2 separate regions of the Ovis aries genome follow, and region 2 is linked to region 1. The links are chromatin contacts, called in public Hi-C maps. All regions are on one chromosome and are shown on one strand. Each heading gives the region's core, a stretch centred on a gene start, on an enhancer-like site or on the middle of the called end of the contact. The rest is flanking DNA. Distances are from core to core; before and after follow the strand shown. Region 1 holds the start of C18H15orf40 (chromosome 18 C15orf40 homolog). Region 2 has its middle 80 kb from the start of C18H15orf40.

Evidence for each region. A called contact is a pair of places that touch in the nucleus more often than the background predicts.
Region 2: a contact with region 1 is called in a Hi-C map of tail adipose tissue, with 7 times the contacts expected there. The contact joins the enhancer-like site here to the promoter of C18H15orf40 in region 1. A contact is called at or near these places in 2 of 16 Hi-C or Micro-C datasets (omental adipose tissue and tail adipose tissue).

Annotation. Positions count from the first base shown.
Region 1 is chr18:22,583,433-22,586,359 of ARS-UI_Ramb_v3.0, forward strand. It overlaps C18H15orf40 (chromosome 18 C15orf40 homolog), which reads right to left and starts at 1,412. Exons shown (of 4, transcript XM_004017776.6): 1 at 1,296-1,412. The coding sequence starts at 1,409.
Region 2 is chr18:22,663,475-22,666,401 of ARS-UI_Ramb_v3.0, forward strand. No RefSeq gene overlaps it. Among named protein-coding and RNA genes, the nearest start is that of C18H15orf40, 80 kb to the left of the region's middle. Within about 2 kb of position 1,392, at least 6 of the 54 cell types and tissues checked have an H3K27ac peak or open chromatin away from gene starts, as enhancers often do. A contact at or near this core is called in tail adipose tissue, where this site is marked.

The sequences.
Region 1 (2,927 bases), core at 162-2,661:
CGACAAGAACAACCACACTACAGCTTCACAGTTTACAAAACACTTTCCCACGCATTTGATCCTTCCGGGATTCCTTTTCACCCGTAACCAAGGCAAATTAGGCTGATGAGTCACGTCCAGGGATTTCCGGTCATCTAGAATAGTCTTCCAACATCTTTCACGGCTCAAATCAATTCTTCCACAAAGGCTCCCGATCAACCCCTGTTTTGTTCCTGCCTTGGTAAACCTTAGAGCCGGTTCCTTTGCATTTCCCATTCCTCAGGGGCAGCGACTATTATTTATCTTTGTATTTCAAGCAGCACAAGTTAAACGTTTGTGAACAACCACGGCTGGAAGTGTTTATATGGGGGGAAGGGTGGAGAAAAAAGGAACAACACTGGTATTTAAAGGACTTATTGTTATTTAGCCGCGAAGTTGCGTCTGACTCTTTCCGACCCCATGGACCGTAGCCCGCCAGGCTCCTCTGTTAATAGGATTTCCCAGACTAGAATACTGGAGTGGGTTGCCACTTCCTCCTCCAGGGGATCTTCCCGAATCGCAGCTATGTCTCCTGCACTGGCAGGGGAACTCGTCGCCGCTGAGCCAACCTGGAAGCTGATGTGTCAGAAGCTGTACTAGGAACTTTCCACTCAACAAACATAAACTGCGCACCAGGCGGGTGTGGAGGCAAAGGATGAGTAAAGATGAATAAAAGACACATGGCTCTTGTCCTCAAGGAGCCCGGACTGTGGACTGGTACACTATGCTAGGAGCGCCGACCACACACCCACGGGGCATCACCGCGCAGCAAAGGAGGAGGCAGGCAGCTCGGCCTCGGGACGCCGGAGAAGCTCCCAGCAGGAAGCAAATTTAGAGCCGAGTCTTAGGAACCAACCGGAGTCGGCCCTGCAGAGACAGTGGGAGGGAAACAGGAAGCGGTGGGTTCCCAACGGAGGGGTGGGAAGACAGTCGAGGATGGGAAGGGGACTGAACGCTGGCGAGAGCCTCCCAGGGAAGAGTACAGGCCACACCGCGCTGCCGGGACACGAAGCGCGAGCCTGGGAGTGCGGGAGCGAGGCCGGAGGGGCGGCAGTCACGGTTCGGGGAGAGGCACGCGCGACGCCGGCCCAGGTGCTCGACCTCTCCGGGTGGCCGGCGGCGCAGCCGAGTGGGGTGGGGAGAAGGAGGCCTGGGACTCGGGGACAACAAGCGGTTAGCGGAGCTTCTACCCACCCGCGTGTCCCGCTTCTCTCCCGCGCTCCTCAACCAGCATTCCTGCGGCCCACCCTCCCGCGGCCACGGGAATTGCCACTGGCCTTGTTCGTCGCACCACCTTTCTTAGGCATGTCGGCGCCCAAAGGGAGCCGGGTGACAGGCCGAGAACCAGACCCAGCTTCGAGCAGCCTCAACCCGTAGCCTAACAGCCGCATCCCGGGCAGGCGCCGGAAGAGCCCTCTGCGCGTGCGCACGCAGCAGCGCGGAGCGGCCCCGTTGGCCTGAGCCTCCGCTCGGGCACGAGAGCGACGCCTTCCGGCTGGCGGGAGCAAGACTCCTTCTTCCTGGAAAGACCTGAAGAACTGCTGAATAACACGTCGTTAAGTTGTGTCCGACTCTTCCGAGAACCCACGGACTGTAGCCCGCCAGGCTCCACAGTCCACGCAGTTTTCTAGGCAAGAATGGAGTGGGTTACCATTTCATCTTCCAGGGGATCTTCCCCACCCAGGAATCGAACCCACGACTCTTGGGTCTCCTGTATTGGCAGGCAGATTATTTACCACTGTACCTCCCGGGAAGCCATGAAGAGATACTGCAAATGGTTAAAATAATTTAAAAAAAAAAAAAGTGGCGGTGGTTTATGATCCAAATGGCAGGAAACCCATCATTAATGTTTATACTTGTCCCTATTTTCTCTTTAATTTTGTTCAGGTTTTAGTAAAGTTGATTTTAAAAACTCAATGTTGTCTTAGCTTTTGCCAATGGAGAAGATGGAAAATGGATTTTTCAAGTGTACAAACTAGGCAAGAGTAATGAGCCGTGTAGCTTTTGGAGCTGGGATACTATAGCACCATGCTGTCTTAGGAATGATGCGTTGTCTAGCTCAAGGGACAGTTTTCAGGTTTTGAATTTCGATGACTGGAACAGGGAAGCAAAAAGGAGATGGTTTGGAGCAGATAGGGCTTGAAAGGGAAAAGATTTGTCTAAAACATACTGCATTTGAAGATCTGGCTCTTTAATATCCTATAAGGTTGATGACTGCAGCCATGAGATTAAAAGATGCTTACTCCTTGGAAGAAAAGTTTTGACCAACCTAGATAGCATATTGAAAAGCAGAGACATTACTTTGCCAACAAAGGTCTGTCTAGTCAAGGCTATGGTTTTTCCTGTGGTCATGTATGGATGTGAGAGTTGGACTGTGAAGAAAGCTGAGCGCTGAAGAATTGATGCTTTTGAACTGTGGTGTTGGAGAAGACTTTTGAGAGTCCCTTGGACTGCAAGGAGATCCAACCAGTCCATTCTGAAGGAGATCAGCCCTGGGTGTTCTTTGGAAGGAATGATGCTAAAGCTGAAACTGCAGTACTTTGGCCACCTCATGCAAAGAGTTGACTCATTGGAAAAGACTTTGATGCTGGGAGGGATTGGGGGCAGGAGGAGAAGGGGATGACAGAGGATGAGATGGCTGGATGGCATCACTAACTCGATGGATGTGAGTCTGAGTGAACTCTGGGAGTTGGTGATGGACAGGGAGGCCTGGCGTGCTGAGATTCATGGGGTCGCAAAGAGTCAGACACGACTGAGCAACTGAACTGAACTGAACTGAAGGTTGTCTATTTCTAGGTAAAGTTTTTTTCTCTCAAATTAAAGTACTACTTATGTGGCCCTAAAAGAAGGACCATGTGATAACTCAAATAAATTATCACAATTTGTTGGATAGATACTGGAGTAATTAC
Region 2 (2,927 bases), core at 142-2,641, 80 kb after region 1:
AAGCCCTGAGGTGTCCACCTTCATTTCGTCCTGGCTATTCCTGTGGGAGACCATTCAGATGCAGGAGACAACCCACGATTCAAAGATCACCAACCCTACAAATCCCCCACCCACCCCATCAGTCTCATGTGACCCTGCGGCCACTCCCTTCATCAGCAACATCTTCAGCACCCGAGGCACCTGCCACACACCTGAAACCTGATGCACCCAAAGCACCCCCGACACCCAGGGAAGTAGCAGCGCACGCGGCGCGCAGGACGACAGCGACGAGCAACAACTGACACACGGGCAGCGCCAGAGACATCCGCGGCACCCACGAACCCGTGACGCCAGGGGCACCCCAGACACCTGCAGCAAAGCCCAGGCGTGTACTCAGCATCCCCTGAGTGTGCCTGGCACCTTCGGAAGCTCCTACCAAGCCAGGCAGCCAGATAAAGAAGGGGCTGGCTGGGAGAATACGAAATTTTATTGTGAAACGTTTCTGTTGCAGGCTTCCCGGCAAGAGGCACAAAAATACAATAGTCCCAGAAACAACCCCTGCATGACTAACTGAGGCAAAAGTTCAGACCTTCTGAGCTCCCTTAGACCCGGTCAAGTGGACTATGGGGTTCAAATCCAGAACTCCACGGCCTCATAGGGCATTAACGTGTGCCCAACTACTTATCAAATGAAATAAGAATGTGATGGCAAGCATGCTGATCCTCACCCTTAAAAGCAGGGCTACTTTACCCTGTCTTCAGCAGCATGCATCCATCAAGATGGGCCAGGAAAAGCCACTCCCGCCACTGTGTGAAGCGGATCAGAAGGTGACAGTGTGGATGCCTCTGAGCTCGATGTGGGACCAGAGCCAGAAGTCAGAAGCCTGAGCCTGAGTAGTCCCAGGGTGAGGCCCCATGCCATCACTGTGAAGCCATCGCCTGCCATGAAGAATTCCAGCACTCAAAAACCCCGGCTGCTACGCCCTGAGGTGTGCACCTTCATACCGACCCTGCTATTCCTGTGGGAGACCATTCAGGTGCAGGAGGCAAACCGAGATTCCAAGATCACTGACTCTACCTCTCCCACCTACAGCATCTGCCTCGTGTTACTCTGCGGTCACTCCCTCCAGCGGTGTCTAGCCCAGCCGAGGCACCCGCCGCAGCCCTGACACCCACTGCGCCCAGTGCACGCCCGACGCTGGCCACACCCTAGACACCCCCACACGGGGCACCAGAGACACCCATGGCACGTGCACCGTCGGTGCCATTCTCTAACACCAGAGGCGCCAGCGCCCCCCCAGCGACCTGAGACACCAGCAGCACCCGAAACACCCTTGGCACCAGGGGCACCCAAGAAGCCTGCGGCAAAGCCCGGGAGGGTACCCACTGCAGCCTGAGTAAGACCCACACTGTTGGAAGCTCCTCCCAAGCCAGGCAGCCAGAGTCCTGAGCCACTCCCTCCGCCCTCAGCCAGAAAAAGAAGGGGCTGGCTGGGAGAATACCAAAATTTATTGTGAAACATTTCTGCTGCAGTCTTCTCGGCATGAGGCGCAAAAATACAATAGTCCTAGGAACAACCCCTGCATGACTAACTGAGACAAAAGGTCAGACCTGCCAGGCTCCCTGCGTCCCGGTCAAGTGGATACGGTATTCAAATCCAGCACCTCCACGGCCTCATAGGGCATGACCATTTGCGCAACTACTTATCGTATGAAATAAGTAACTTAATGGCAAGCATGCTGACCTTCAACCCTACGAAGAGCTACTTTACCCCATCTGTGGCAGCATCCATTGGTCAATATGGACCAGGAGGAGCCACTCCCACCACACTGAAGAGGATCCAGAAGTGACAGTTGGGGATGCCACTGGGCTTGAGGTGGAGCAAAAGCCAGAGCTCAGAGAGCCTACGCTTGAATAGACCCAAGGTGGAGCCCTGTGCCATCACTGGGAAGCCGTTGCCTGCCATGAAGAATTCCAGCACTCTAAAACTCCAGCCTCTATGCCCAGAGGTGTACACTCTTATAGCGGCCTGGCTGTTCCTGTGGGAAACCATTCAGATGCGGGAGACAACCCGCAATTCAAAGATCACACACACTGCCACTCCCTCACCTACCACATCTGCCTCGAGTGACCCTGGGACCACTCCCTCCACCGGTGGCATCTTCCCGGCCGAGGCACCTGCCACATCCCCAACACCTGCTGCACCCGCTGCACGGCCAACAGCCTGGGCACTGGTGAAACCTGTGGCACGTGTGATGCCCGCGACATTCGCAACACCAGACACACCAGCCACACCCCAGACACCCACGGCACCCATGACACCTGTGGTAGCAGCGGCGTCCGAGACGCCTGCAGCAAAGCCCAGGAGTGTGCCCACTGCCCCCGCGGCGGGACTGACAGTATTGGAAGCTCCTCCCAAGCCAGGCAGCCAGAGTCCCCAGCCACTCCCTCTGCCCTCAGCCAGATAAAGAAGGGGCTGGCTGGGAAAATACAAAATTTTATTGTGAAACATTTCTGTTGCAGGCTTCCCAGCAAGAGGCACAAAAATACAATAGTCCCAGAATCAACCCATGCATGACTAACTGAGACAAAGTTTAGACTGGCCGAGTTCCCTGGGACCCAGTCAAGAATTCTTTGGGATTCAAATCTAAGACCTCCACAAACTCATAGGACATTATCATGAGCCCGACTACTTATACGAAATAAGAATGTGATGGCAAGCATGCTGATCCTCACCCCTAAAAGCAGGGCTACTTTACCCTGTCTTTGGCAGCATCCATGGGTCAAAATGGGCCAGGAAAAGCCACTCCCGCCACTGTGTGAAGAGGGTCTGAAGGTGACAGCGTGGATGCCTCTGAGCTCGATGTGGGACCAGAGCCAGAAGTAGAGAGCCTGAGCTTGAATAGTCCCAGGGTGGGACTCTGTACCATCACTGTGAAGCCGTCACCT